2 separate regions of the Canis lupus genome follow, and region 1 is linked to region 2. A link is a contact called in public Hi-C data. All regions are on one chromosome and are shown on one strand. The core of a region is the stretch at or near the end of the contact, and the rest is flanking DNA. Distances in the headings are between cores, read along the strand shown. Region 1 holds the start of ANKRD42 (ankyrin repeat domain-containing protein 42). Region 2 overlaps ANKRD42 (ankyrin repeat domain-containing protein 42).

The links. Hi-C and Micro-C count contacts between places; a contact is called where the count stands out from the background.
Region 1: a contact with region 2 is called in a Hi-C map of blood, with 2.2 times the contacts expected there. The contact joins the promoter of ANKRD42 here to the enhancer-like site in region 2. A contact is called at or near these places in 2 of 9 Hi-C or Micro-C datasets (both in blood).

The regions. Positions count from the first base shown.
Region 1 is chr21:16,105,059-16,111,831 of UU_Cfam_GSD_1.0, forward strand. It overlaps ANKRD42 (ankyrin repeat domain-containing protein 42), which reads right to left and starts at 4,861. Exons shown (of 12, transcript XM_038568467.1): 1 at 3,824-4,861; 2 at 358-524. The coding sequence starts at 3,881. It overlaps LOC111091507 (a long non-coding RNA gene), which reads left to right and starts at 4,889. Exons shown (of 3, transcript XR_005375590.1): 1 at 4,889-5,095; 2 at 6,005-6,051; 3 at 6,506-6,773.
Region 2 is chr21:16,036,030-16,043,158 of UU_Cfam_GSD_1.0, forward strand. It overlaps ANKRD42 (ankyrin repeat domain-containing protein 42), which reads right to left. Exons shown (of 12, transcript XM_038568467.1): 11 at 6,091-6,173. CCDC90B (coiled-coil domain-containing protein 90B, mitochondrial) reads left to right here. Exons shown (of 8, transcript XM_038568473.1): 8 at 1,504-1,996. The coding sequence ends at 1,559. Among named protein-coding and RNA genes, the nearest start is that of CCDC90B, 54 kb to the left of the region's middle. Within about 2 kb of position 4,197, at least 4 of the 20 cell types and tissues checked have an H3K27ac peak or open chromatin away from gene starts, as enhancers often do. A contact at or near this core is called in blood, where this site is marked.

The sequences.
Region 1 (6,773 bases), core at 3,611-6,110, 70 kb after region 2:
GAGGAATTAAGGTGGCCAACGTATAGCCAGTATCACCCATCAGACATCTGTATGAGTGAGCCTTCTGAAGATTCCAGCTCCAGCATTTAAACCTTCTAGCTGAAGCCCCACACATCATGAAACGGAGATGTGCTTTCCTTGAGATCCAAATTCCTAATTTACCTCTGAGCACAAAAGGTTATTTCATGCCACTACCCTTTGGGATAACTTGTTACAAAGGCATAGTAACCAGAACAGCAAATATTAGAATTGAAAAGAAAAATATTCCCAGTGCCTAGCATAAAATCTCAGTCCTAGTTGCTAAATCTTCAAAACTACTACCCTTACTTCAGCTTAATAATGTATACAGCTTCTTACCTCCAAACTTCCAGAATGTGCTGCCCAATGTAAAGGGCTAAACTTATGGAGAATGTCAACTTCATTAATGCTGACTCCTCGTTCTATTATATCCGAAAGCTGCTTTACATCTCCAGCTCGTACTGCATCATGAATGCTACCAAAATGCACCTTCTTCCGGGCACCTACTGAAAATCAAATTGCTTAATATATATTATAAATCTTAAAAAAAAAACAAAAAAACAAAAAAGACTAAAGCAATGATTCAAAAAAAAGCACAAAATCACTTTGGCTTTCCAAACAATTTACTACACGGAGGTTTGTGATTAACATCTTAATCCCATTTAGCTCTAACACACAAAGAACATAGAAGTTATCACTCCCATAGGTGCAAGAAAAGCTGAACAAACTGAAAATCAACAACTTTTCTTGGACTTATCAAAGAACTAAGGTCTCAGGGCCAACTGCCTCCTTGAGTCTGGAGAGACATATAAATACAAAGAAACACAAACAAGTTCAGCTTACCTGAGCAAAAGCCACTGGAACCATAAATTTTGAAGCACTGAAATGATAATTTTGACAAAGAATTCTGGGCAAGAATTAGCCTATGAGGGAGAAACTCTTCAGGGCCAAAGTCTTAGAAGGCCCCTACATTTCCATAGATTTCACCCCACCAGGTAAAACCCACCAGGTTATCACTGTGAAAAGTCAAGAATCATTTCACGTCTTTGGCAGGAAAAGGGGTAAGTTATAGTTCTGAACTACAACCCAGGGCATTTCCATAACAAAGGCCTACTCTCCAGTTGTTTTACCAAAGCCTTATCTCACATAGGCTGATATATTCTATCAATATGATTTTCTTATCCTTCTCATATTTACTACACTAAGAAAGGGTCACAATGTTTACTTCATACACTCCATACACTCCAGTGGTCTTATATTTTATAACGTTCAAACATGAAGACTACCTTGTGATTGTGAAATATTTTAATGTGCACTGTAAGCCAGAAGTAAAGCATGAAGAAACAGTTATTAGAGGAGAAAGGAGCATAAAGTTTAATCAAGACGTTTCCTAAACAAAAAGGCACAATTCCTCACTTCAAATTGTTTTCAAAAGAACTCACAAACATTTCTGGTAGATAATCTACTCAATCTTGTACTACTACTCTATATATATATCCTTTTTCCATGACTCAAATGTTAATTTGAGGGTAGAATCATAGCTTATACCACCCCTTAATAAAATGCTACACATGTTACTCAAAAATCCTTTCTGAGCATCTATCATGTGCCAGGCACTATGACAATATGATGGAAAATGGACATGGACTTAATACATTTTCTTTCTACCAGCACTTTAAAATCTATTTGGATAAAGCCGATAAGGTAATAAAACCAACAGTAATGCTCTAAGTATAGGTAAAATTAAGATAGTGGAGGAGTAAACATTTGAGTAAGACCTTTAAGAACAATAAAGATATATACACATTGGGAAGGGTGCAAGGAAGGTAGCAAAAATAACCAGGCCACTTAATAAGTTTAATGATTTTAATATCCTAGGCCAGACCTTCATTCTTCTCCTTTAACCTAGTACTATAAGATCTACAAATGATGTTCTACCCACTTTAATCCATTTTATACAGGGACACTATCCTGATCCCTTCATACCTCTACTCCACTAACTGTTTCTGATTATCCACTGGTGGTCTAGAGAACAAAGTCCAAACTCTCAAAATGACAAGATATACCCTCCCATAATTTGACTCCATCTAATTTTATAGCCTTTTCTTTTTCACCACATCCCATCCCAATTCATTCACTCACCCACTCAACGTTAATTTGGTGTCTACCATAAAGATAAAAAGATGAAGATAACATGGTCTTTATCCAAACTCACAGAAAGATACAAACAAATTATAAAATAATGTGGTAGGAGCAATGACAGAAATATTCTTAAAAATTTATGAAAGCACAGAAGACTTCTAACATAGCCAGGAAGAAAAGGGAGGAAGAAAGGATTTCTGGGGAAGGTAGTATCTAAAAGTTAATCTTCAAGGGGATGACTGGGTGGCAAAGTCTGTCAAACATCTGCCTTGGGCTCAGGTTGTGATCCTGGAGCCCCAGGATCCAGCCTCACCATAGCCTCCCTGCTCAGCGGGGAGTCGTCTTCCTTTTTCCCTCCCTGAGTTTGTGCACGCTCTAGCTCTCTCCAATAAATAAAACCTTGGGTGGCTGAGCGGTTGAGCATCTGCCTTCAGCCCAGGGCATGATGCTGGAGACCCGGGATCAAGTCCCACATCGGGCTCCTGCATGGACCCTGCTTCTCCCTCTGCCTGTGTGTCTTTCTCTCTGTCTCTTATGAATAAATAAATCTTTAAAAAAAAAGAATTAAAAAAGTATATATAAAAGTCCTGTAATTTTGTTAAAGAATGGATTCTCAAGGATTAGCAGTAGTTTGCCAGGTAAAATGGGAACAGGGAAAGGCATCCTCGACAGCATGAACAGTAGGATGTAGTCAAGAAACCACAAAACAAACAACAACAACAACAACAAAAACCAACCATCCTATTGCTGAAGGGGATGTAAAAAGGTGTCCAGCTTAGTTACCTGAGTGGTGTGGTGCCATTAAGATAGCAGACATCAAAGGACAGAGTGGACACATGGATACAAACTTTGCATGTGATGACTGAGGTGCCAAAGGAAGAGTTTCAGAAGGGAGCTGTATATATGAGTCCACAGCAGATCTCAGTGTTCGGTGTCTCTGTTTTTTCTGATACCCATCCTCAACCCATACTGAAGCCAACAGCACTCTACTCTTTATAGTAATTATCCCACTAGTTATTATTTGCTCAGCATTTCTCTTTCCTCCGAGAAGGTAAGGAATGTGCCTGTCTTCTTCAGTGATATATCCTCAAGATATAGCAAAGAGTAGGCACTCAAATATTTACTGGATGGTTGAGCACCGTAGATTTCAGTAGGATTTAAGACATAGTTTTTCATACCAGAAAAAAGCATCAGGGATGGCATTATTGCGGGGGGGGGGGGGGGGGGGCGGGTAAAGACAGCATTTAAGGAGAATGTAAGAAAAGAGGATGGAAGAAAACTCATCTAAGGGAGAGTCAATAGAGAGTAAGGAAGAAAACTAGGTAAGTCTAAAGTCATCTCTACAGAGCCAAATGCTGCAGAGAAGCCAAGGGTCCCTAAGATTTAACAAACATTTATGTCAATCTGGGCAAGAACTCTCAGGAATAGTGCAGGTAGAAAGAGGGGTAAGCTGAAGTGAGGGAGGATGAGAAACAGATGAACAGCTTTGGGACCCACTTAAAATTGGTCAACTAAAAAAAAAAAAAAAAAAGGTCAACTAAGGAAAATTAGGAGTAACAGCTGAGAAAGGAAACTGCCATAAAGGGCCAACGCTGATGTGGGTGATGTGGGTGGGTGAACGCCCGAGTGTCAGAGGCCAGGGCGAACGTAGAGTCGGACTCACAAGGGGTTGCAGTCTCCCTAGAGAAGGTGGAGGGGCCTGAATCAGACACCCCTGGCATGGTGCGATCCCTCGGGCTCCGGGGAGGAGTCGAGTCCAGGCCCCTGCTGCTTCGGCGGTCTTCACTCGCTGTCACCCACGAACCGCTGCAGCGGCTGCCTTCGTCGTCGCTAGGACCCGGGCCGCGGTCTTCCCGGCTTCTGTCCCAAGAGCCCCCGCAGCGGAAACCCTCGTCTTCACTTTCTCTATCCCAGAAGCCCCGGAGGCAGCGGCTGGCGTCTACGCTGCCGCTCACCCCGGAGGAGTCGCTGGCCGCGTAGCCGCGGTCTTCGCTTACTCCCTCCCAGGAGGTGCTGAGGCTGTGGCCGCCATCGACGCTCCCTTCCTCCCAAGAGCCACTGAGGCGGCGGCTGCAGTAGCCACTGCCTCTCTCCCCGGGGTCGCTGGGCTGCGAGCCCCGGACTTCTCGGACACCCTCCCAAGGATCCCTGAAGCAGCGGCCGCGGTCTCCTCGGACCGGTCCCTCACAATCACTAGCCTGACGGCTGCCCACTTCGCTTAAATTCGGGTCGCTGCTGCTGAAGCCTCGGTCTCCCCTTACGCTCTCCCAGGCACTGACGTGACGGCGGCCACCATCTCCCCTAACTCTCTCCCGAGAGACATGGCCCAGGTCTTCACTGACCCTTCTCGAGTCAGTGCGGGAGAAGCCGGCGTCTTCACTTAACCTTCCCGTAGAGCCCCCACAGCGGTGGCCGCCGTCGTCACAGGTTCTTTCCGTGTCTTCGCCGGGACTCAAGTCCTGGTCTTCGCTAACTCCCTCCCTTAGCTGGCCGCCACGCTGGCCGTGTCGGCCGTTTATCCTCCACACGCGAGAGCTAGAGGGGCGGCCGCCGTCCTCGATTGCTACTCCCCGCGAGTCGCTCAGGCGGCGGCCGCCGGCGGCTGGTACCCGCTCCTCCGAGTCGCTTTCCAGCGTCCCGAGTCCAGCCGACTGGTGCCAGCGGCGAGGGAGCCGCGGCCTTGGAAACGGGTAAACTTCCGGCGTGCTGCGGTCATTTCCAGTTCCTCACGGCCTTGCGTCACTTCCGGCTTCTCCTCCACCTTTTCCAGGGCTTCGCCTCTGGAGAGATCGGATGGTGGTACGGGCCGGTGCTCCTGAAGTTCGGCTCGGTCTCACTCCCGGCGTACCGAGGCCCTGTCTCTCTAATGGCCTGGCATCCGTCGCGCCTTCCATGCCTCAGCGACGCAGGTGGAGGCTCCAGGACTGCGGTTTGCGTAGGTGACCTGTGTGGCGCGGGCCGGGCGGGGCCTTTCTTCGTCCTTGGCAGGCCTAGTGCAATTTTTCAGTGTTTGTTGGAACATTGGAGGAAGTGTGTGTTCTGACCCTGTTACGCACAGGTATGGAGAAAGACCCAGAGAGGAAGTTAGCAGCTGCACCCGCTCTCAGTATTGAATGCTTATTAGTGCCAGGCTCTTGGGTAATTGCTTGGTACTTAATTCTCACAATAATTTTATAAGGTAGGTGTTGTCCCTGGTTTGTAGGTGAGGCCATTCAAGGGGTTCGTAATTTGCTAAGACCAAACAGGTAAGTTGTGGGAGCCAGTATAAACACAGGTCAGTAGTCCAAAGACTGCTCCAAGGTTCCTTTTAGTGTAAAGTGTTCACTTTCAATAGTTTGGCCCAAATCCTTTTCTGCAACCGTATTGCTTAATATGTATTCATTCTTCCAGTCACTCCATTGAAAATACATTGCGGGGCGCTTGGCTGACTCAGTTGGTAGAGAATGCGACCGGTGATCTCAGGGTGGTGAGTTCCAGCCCCACGTTGGGCATGGAGCCTACTTAATAAATAAAAGAAAAAGAAACTACATGGTTCGGATTTAATTTAGCAGAGAAATTAGAATTATCTGCCCTCCAGGGATATCACCTACCTCGATTCCCCTTTTACCCTGTTTTTTTCCCATCCTTATTACCTTGCCGCACGTCTTGTTTTTAAACACATTTGGGAAATTCCCCTGAAGTACAGTAAATTGGCTTTCTTTAACTTCCATAGCCTCTTGTCATATTAGTATTAATAATCGTCATGTGGTGAGTTCATGAGTCTGACACTGTAATAAGCACTTTGTATTAATTTTCTTACTTAATCCTTAACCTACCAGAACAGTATGACTCTTCCTTTTTGCAGATAGAGAAACAAAGTACCAAAGTTAATTGCCTGAAGATTCACAGCTAGTAAGTATTAACTGAATTAGGTGTCCAATCTAGATCTTTGATTTTGCCATACTTCTCAAAGCCTTTGAATATACACAGCCCTTATTAGACTACTTATCACATTATATTATAATTAGCTATTTAGCAGTCATGCCACCTCCCCAACTCTGAGCTTCTGGAAGGTAGGGATTGTATCATTATTCATCTTGGTGCTCCTGACATTCTGAATACTTAGTTCAAGGGGAGGGCTTAGTAACTGTGGTTGTGGGTTAGCAGGTGGCTTGATGAGCAGTTGATTGGTGGATGAACTAATAAAATCATTAGTCATCTCAATCCCCTTATTTTTAGAAATAGGGCAGCTAAGGTGTTTTGTCTTGCCAGACATCTATTGAGTTATTATAGGGGCCAGTTTCTATGCTAAATGATTTGCAAAGAGTTTCAAACTTAATCTGTATTATTATTTCTGTTTTTACAGATGAAGAAACTGCTCACATTTGGCCAAGATCACATAAGTAGGAGGTGGGGAATTGGAACACACTCTGACTCCAAATTAATACAGTTTGTAGCCAGTTACATAATAATGGTAAAAGGCTTCATTTGTTGCTGTGTTATATGGATAAACTCACTGAGGGTTAGTACACCCTTAAAGGATACACACATGGCAGGAAGGATAAAAAAGAAAACTGAAACAGCAGAGAAGCAGAAAAAATAAAATCTCCCAAAATAAACTTGAGAGGGATTAA
Region 2 (7,129 bases), core at 2,947-5,446:
TAGGGATTGTCCTCAATAGGTCATAGACGATAAACAGCAAATGTGAAAGCAGTTTGAATAGCAAAACAACACCAAGACATAGTAACAGTGAACAATAGAAATGAGAAACTTACCGCTTCTCTGCCTTTTGGCTAAGATCAAGTGCAGAAATGAGACACTTAAATAATCATTGTGTTGTAAATTCTATAAAGGAATGAAATGCATCCTTCCTCACAAGAAATAAGTGTTCATTTAGTGATCTAAGACTCACTTCATCAGCTGTTTGGGTTAACAAGAATCACCTACACAGCCCTCTGTGGCTCAAGAAATGACAAATCAGATTGAAGCCTTCAGATGGTGAGGATTAAATAAGATTAACAAGATGGTTTTTAAACAATAACTGGACTCAAGTACATATGTCGAGTCCTTCTTCCACCACTTGCCAGCAATTTATAACTTTGGGCTTGTTGCCTTATCTATACAGTGGGATAATATCACCAATCTTACGTGGTTTTAATTGTGGTTAAATAAGGTAATGTATAGTTGCTCAGGACACTGCCCTGGAACATGGTTAATACTATCAGGATCAAATGGATGAATGTATGATTGACAAAACACTTGTGTTATTTTTCCTCAAATGTCCAACCTCCCTGTCTGTGTCTTAGACCTAATCTCACTTGTTAAAATTAAGTAAGTGAAAAAAAATTAAGGAAATGACCTTGTCATTAACCAGATTTCAATTAGTTATTAGGATCAAATGGGATAATGTGTAACTAGATTTATGTCTTTGAATTAGAGTAGGCTGTTTCTTGCATCTTTCGTCATAAAGGTTTGCCATTCATCTCTGAGTCTCTAGTTTAAAAGTTGAGGCTATTTAAACTAGAAACTAAAGAGTCCCTAAAAGCCTCACCCAGATTCAGCTTCTTAAAAAGAGAACAAAAAGGTTTTTTATCCAGAATCTAACAGAGTAGGTGGCATATTAACTACATTAAAAGCCTGGTACTTGTTCTGCCTTTTCTTCTACCTATTATTTTTTAGAGGATTTTGATTAAAATTTCATTTATAAATTTTTTATAATCATGAAAATTTTAAATGTGCTGAAAAGGCAATTAAAGCTTTCTTCTCATGGATGATATGCATGTCTATTTTACTAGCTTGACTACATTTTTTTAATACAAATAAGGTTTTTCCACTTATCAGATCTAAAATTGGATTTCATAATTATTTAGTCATTGCTAATGTTAATGACTTTAAGCATTGTTTATGGATTCTAACTTAACTTGTAAATGGTCATCCTTATTCTGGTTTAAGATACAGGAAGCTTTTAAGAATTGGTATTAATCCTGCTCTAAAGGATATACTTCATCCTTAGCATAATTTCCTGGGGATTAAACACCTAAGGTAGAGAATTGGTTGGATTTCCTTTGTTTTTTGCTCTTCGTTCAATTTGAAGATGACAATATTGTGTTTGTCTCCGCAAAATAATCTCAAATGTGTTGCCCATAATATGGTTTCTTTTCACAGCCTCCGTGTTTACTTGCCTGGCAATCGCACTGGGATTTTACAGAATATGGAAGTAGAGAAACTGCAATGCTCCTGTTACTGCTGCTGTGGGCTTCTTAGAACACTACTCCAGGATACACTCTGACTGTGAATGTTGCAGCAGATACTTAATACAAGATTATTCAAAGTACATATGGACTAAAAATAAATATTTTAGAATGGGAAGAGGTGTTTTAGGTTTGTATTTGTGGGTCTTTATTATGTTGAAAAGCTGTCTTTCAAAACCTGATTTGAGGGGAAAAAAAAGCCTTTTATCTTTATCCTTTTAATAGTTCATAGAAACTGATCCAGTTTTCTTGTGTTTGCTTGAACAAATGTATGTCATATAGAATTTCTTTGATGTCTGCTGCAAATTTAAAAACTGTTCCCAAGCCTACATGTTATTGTATTCAGCTTTCCTGGTAACTACTGCACAATTACCTTTTCATAGAAATAAAATCTTGTTAAAACAAAATTGTTTGGATTTTAAAGGCAACTTACCATATATAGAGATTGGGTTTTTTGGTAGTGACTTAAAACAATAAACTTTAATGTGTGCCCTAGTGCAACTGTATGACACTCAGTATGAAATCTTCAAGTTGCTATGTCTTGAGCTTTGAATATTACGTATACTTCTTATTTTTTTGATTGACAAAAGCCAGTTTATCCCTGCTTTTTAGAAACCCATCTTATATTACATAAAGTGAAGAGATGTTATGTTTTATTTTTTTATGATTCACTTAAATTCAGTAAACTTGTATTTGGTGACAAACTAGACTAGTTATATAAGAACTAGTCAGGAGTCGGTATGAACTTCACCGTGTTTGAAAAACAAATCAAATTTTATAATTCCCATTTTGTCAATCTGTAAGAATTTAGATGTATGTATATTTAAAAGTATGCAGTTTTTTTTTAATTAAAAGAAAAAAATGAGGCAATGGAAAAAGCAGTGGTCACCAACACTGAACTTAGTGATTGTCATTTTGTTGAATAATAATAGCCAGTGACTATACAAGAGGGAATATGCTAAATATAAATATAAACGCACTGTTTTTCTGTTTGTTTTTCCACAGCAGTCCCCTTAAGTGGTTGGTATTATCCCCTATTTGACAGCTGAAAAAACAAGCTACAAGAAGTTAAGGTCACACAGTTGTAACTTCACACAACTGAAGTTGTCAGGGCTATACAGCAGATAAGCCACACTCTTTTATTTTTTTTTTTTTCTTTTATTTATTTGACAGAGCAAGCACAAGCAGAGGGTGTAGCAGGCAGGAGAGGGAGAAGCAGGCTCCCTGCCAAACGGGGAACCCGAGACAAAGCCCAATCCCAAAACTCCGGGATCATGACCTGAGCCAGAGGCAGACATCTAACCAACTGAGCCAGCCAGGCACCCCAAGCCACACAGTCTTTAAATGCCGTGCTCTTTCTTACTCATTATTCTAGTCATCTACAAGTTGAGGCCTCTACCTCGAGTGATATATGCCACATTATGTTAAGGAAACAAAAATAGAAGTGAAAAAGATGTTAAAGAGATACAAGTAGAAATCTTTTTTTTCCCCATGCCTTAGATTTGTATTATGTATGTATGTATATATATACATATATGTATTTTATATATATGTATTTGGTCTTTGTCCCCAGTTCCTGGCACAGATCTCCTAAAACCCGTATACTTTCTTGATAGGGATAATTACCAACTTCTGTTTTCTTGGCACACAGCTCCTAAAATCCTTCAATCTCAATGATAAGAGTATGTTTTGTTTGTATGCTAAGATGACAGGAGGCTGGGAGCCCATATAGAACTTCTGATTGTGGACTCGTTGCCAAATAGACCAAGGAATGATTCCACATTGGAAATTTTCAGCCTCCCTGACCTCCCAACTCAATCTCAGGGAAAGGGAGAGAACAGGAGAGGAGCTGGAGGTTGAGTTCAGTTACCACTGGCCAAACCAATGAACATATCAAGGTGCTAGGAGGGTAGCACACCAAGAGGTCACGGAAGCTCCATGCACCTCTCACTCCACACCTTGCCCTATGCATCTCCATTTGGCTGTTCCTGAGATGTATCCTTTTTAATAAACTGGTAACAGTGAAGTGCTCCGAGTTCTATTAGTCATTCCAGCCAATTATTGAACATGATGAGGAGGGGGTTATGGAAACCCCCAAATGTACCGCTTCTTAGAAGTACTAATGACAACCTGGAACTTGTAAGAGAGTGTCTGAAGAGGGGACATTCTTGTGGGACTGAGCTCTTAACCTCTGAAGTCTGACACTAATTCTAGGTAGTGTCAGAAGTGAATTGTTGAACACTGATGATGTCCAGAAAATCCAAGAATTAGATTTATATAACCTGACAATAACATATATGTGAGTTATGATTAAGTACAGGTAATTTCAGGATTGTATTACAATTTTGATTCAGCTGCTATATTAAGACCCAAAAAAATATTCTGGTTTCAATAAAGAGGTTTAAATTCTCTCTTCCCTACAGTCCAGGTGTAAGCATGCTCAGGCTAATACGTTAGCAACATGGTATCAGGGCACAGGACCCCTCTTATCTTACTGTTCTGCCATCCCGGGTGTTGCCTTCATTCACGAGGTCCAGTGACTCACCACCACACCCACACTCCAGAAGCAGAAAGGAACAAGAAGTGGGTAAGCCTTTCTCTTTAAGGTCATGACCCTAGAGTTACATACACATCACTTCTGCTCAGACTCTGCTGGCCACAACTTGGTGTCTTAGCTGCAAAGAGATTAGGAGTTAGCCCTTATCCGGAACAGTGCCAAACCCAAGTAAATCCTAACACTGGAAAAACAGAGAGTACGTACTGGGGGTGACCAGGGAACCTCTTCCTCAAGGGTGCATGCTTCTCTGACAACACTCTTCTAGTGATTTCCTACCTCACTGGTACAGAGAGAGACTGGAGGTCTAGCCATGAGAAAACTGGAGCAAGTATAACAAACTACAGAGTTGGGATTAATTTTAGGGTCACCAGGCTGGAAGGAAGAAGGTAGGCTGTGTGTAGTCCCAGAATGTGAGAAACTGGATTCGGGAGTTCCTGTAGTGGTTAAGAAAGCAGAACTTTCCCTGCCAAGGTTAGAATCCTGGCTCCACGTGCTGTGTGATTCTGGGCAACTTACTTAATTTCCAACTGTATACAGTATTACCTGCCTGTCTCCTCCTGCTGTGGTGAGAATTAAGAGAGAATACATAGAAGGGACTTGGCACAGATCTCACACATAGTATGTACCAAATAAACGTTTTATTACAGATCGAAGGCTTAATGGAAAATGACAGAGAAACTAATAATCATATAAAGATTATCAAAAGGAAAATAAATAAGGCATTTTTTAAAAACTTGCTCACAGACCGCTGACCAGCCTGAACTGGTCTAGCACTCAAATTGATTCATGTCAGGGCAGACTGGTCCTGATGACACTGTCAGAACGGCCTTTAAACGTCCACAGGAAGTACATGCCAGGGCCCAGAGGGTGGGCAGTCTGGTGCGTAATGAGAAGGCTGCTGCCAGTGAAGCCCAAAGCCAACAATCAGATCTTCAGGGAGAGGCAGGATCTAGACAGCTGCCCCAGACAGTTGCATGTTGACAACATCGAGGAGGAAGTGGGTAAGAACGGAAGGTATGAAATCAGAAATGAAATGAAATGCGGTGGTGGTTTTTTGGTCAGCAACATCAGGTGGGGAAAAGAGAAGAAAGAATAAGAAAGCCATGTGTTTTTTATCCTGTCCAGTCAGCCTCGTTTTTATACTGCTTTCTTATAAAGCTGCAAGACAGAACAGAACAATGGTTGTTTTGTTTTTGTTTTTTAATTTGAGAGACAGAGCAAGAGGAGTGAGGTAGCAGCAGAGGCAGAGGGGGAAGCAGGCCCTCCACTGAGCAGGGAGCCCAATACAGGGCTCAATCCCAGGACCCCCAGAGTAGGACCTGAGCTAAAGGCAGACACTTAATCAACTGAGCCACCCAGGTGCCCCTAATGGTTGAATTCTAAACCAGATTATATAGGTATTCTTAGCAAACACATATTTTGGGGGCATTTTTCTTCTACAAGAGTGAATTGTTATTTTATATAAAACTTTCCTGAGATATTTGGTAGTTACTATAAAGATACCCTTTTCTAAAATTTACTCATCTTATATTGCATTTTTTCCCAAGTCCAGATACTTTGTAAAAGTCATTTGAAAAAAAAAAAAAGTCATTTGAAAAGTTAAAAAATGGTATGCTCTAGAAAGTAGAATTTTTAATGCCTACATTTCTCTTGATTACTAGACTGTACTACCTTATATTTTAAAGTTTGTGTGAATATTTGCAAAATTAATTACTCATAAATGTAAAGTCTTGCCTACATAACTATATAAAAAGTATACTGGGAGGGGGAGTACAGCTGAGTGTATATAATTTTAGCAATCCCTTTGATAATATGATGTATTTCTGCCTCCAGAATTGGGACAGATAAGAGTAACTGAGGAGAATTTGTATAGATTAACATATCAATTTAAAAATAAAAGAAAAATCAAGCAAGTTTATTTAAAGTTATTTCACTAATTAGTACCTTCTCACAAAAACTCCCCCAGAAGACACCTTTTTCTTTATTTGCCTCTTCTCTTTGCTTGACTCACAAGAAGAGTCATCTTCCTACAAACAAAGGAAAAGAAGGCCAAGTAAGATACATACACTAGACACAATTTCATCTTTCTACATTATCTGTTCCAAAAGAAAAAATTCAATACATTCAATTCCAGATTAAATTTCTCTTAGGATTTTTACGTAAATAAATTCTTAAATCTCAAGACCAGTACATCATATTATGTGCTGACTCACAGACTAGGACCTAGACACCTAGAGAAATCAACCAGACCTGTCTCTACTGAATACATCCCCAAAAAAGAACACCTCGTTATTTGTTTTGTTTTTTTTTTTAAGATTTTATTTATTTATTCATAGAGACACAGAGAGAGAGAGAGAGAAAGAGAGGCAGAGACAGGCAGAGGGAGAAGCAGGCTCCATGCAGGGAGCCCAACATGGGACTCGATCCTGGGTCTCCGGGATCACTCCCTGGACTGAAGGCGGCGCTAAACCATTGAGCCCCCTGGGCTGCCCCGTTATTTCTGCTTTTATCTTAGCCTAACACTTCTCAATTTACTGCTAACTGACGTGGGAAGAGCCCAAGGCTAGAACTGGTTTTCCCTGAGCTGTTGCAGCCCAAACCTTTACACTATAAACATAGTTGCTGTTATCAAAACAGTAATAGTTATTATCAAAAACTAGTTAAGTGCATTATATATGTCAAACTATCCTAAGAAACTACCCTGGGAAATTTTTTTCCTGAATAAAAATTATAACAGATTGTTTTACAGGGGAAGAAGTCTTAAAGGTACAGCTGAATGCAAGTATAGGTCCTGACCAGATGGTGGCAGGAGATTTAGGCAGAATTTTTTGAAGAATATATAAATGAGCGCTGACTCTTAAGTTCTTTTTATTTATACTTTATATATTTAGACTCCCAAATAAACTCCTCCTACTCTCAGAAGCACTGGTCTCTACACATTTATCTACTGACATTGTTTATTCAACTTGAATATAGAAAATGA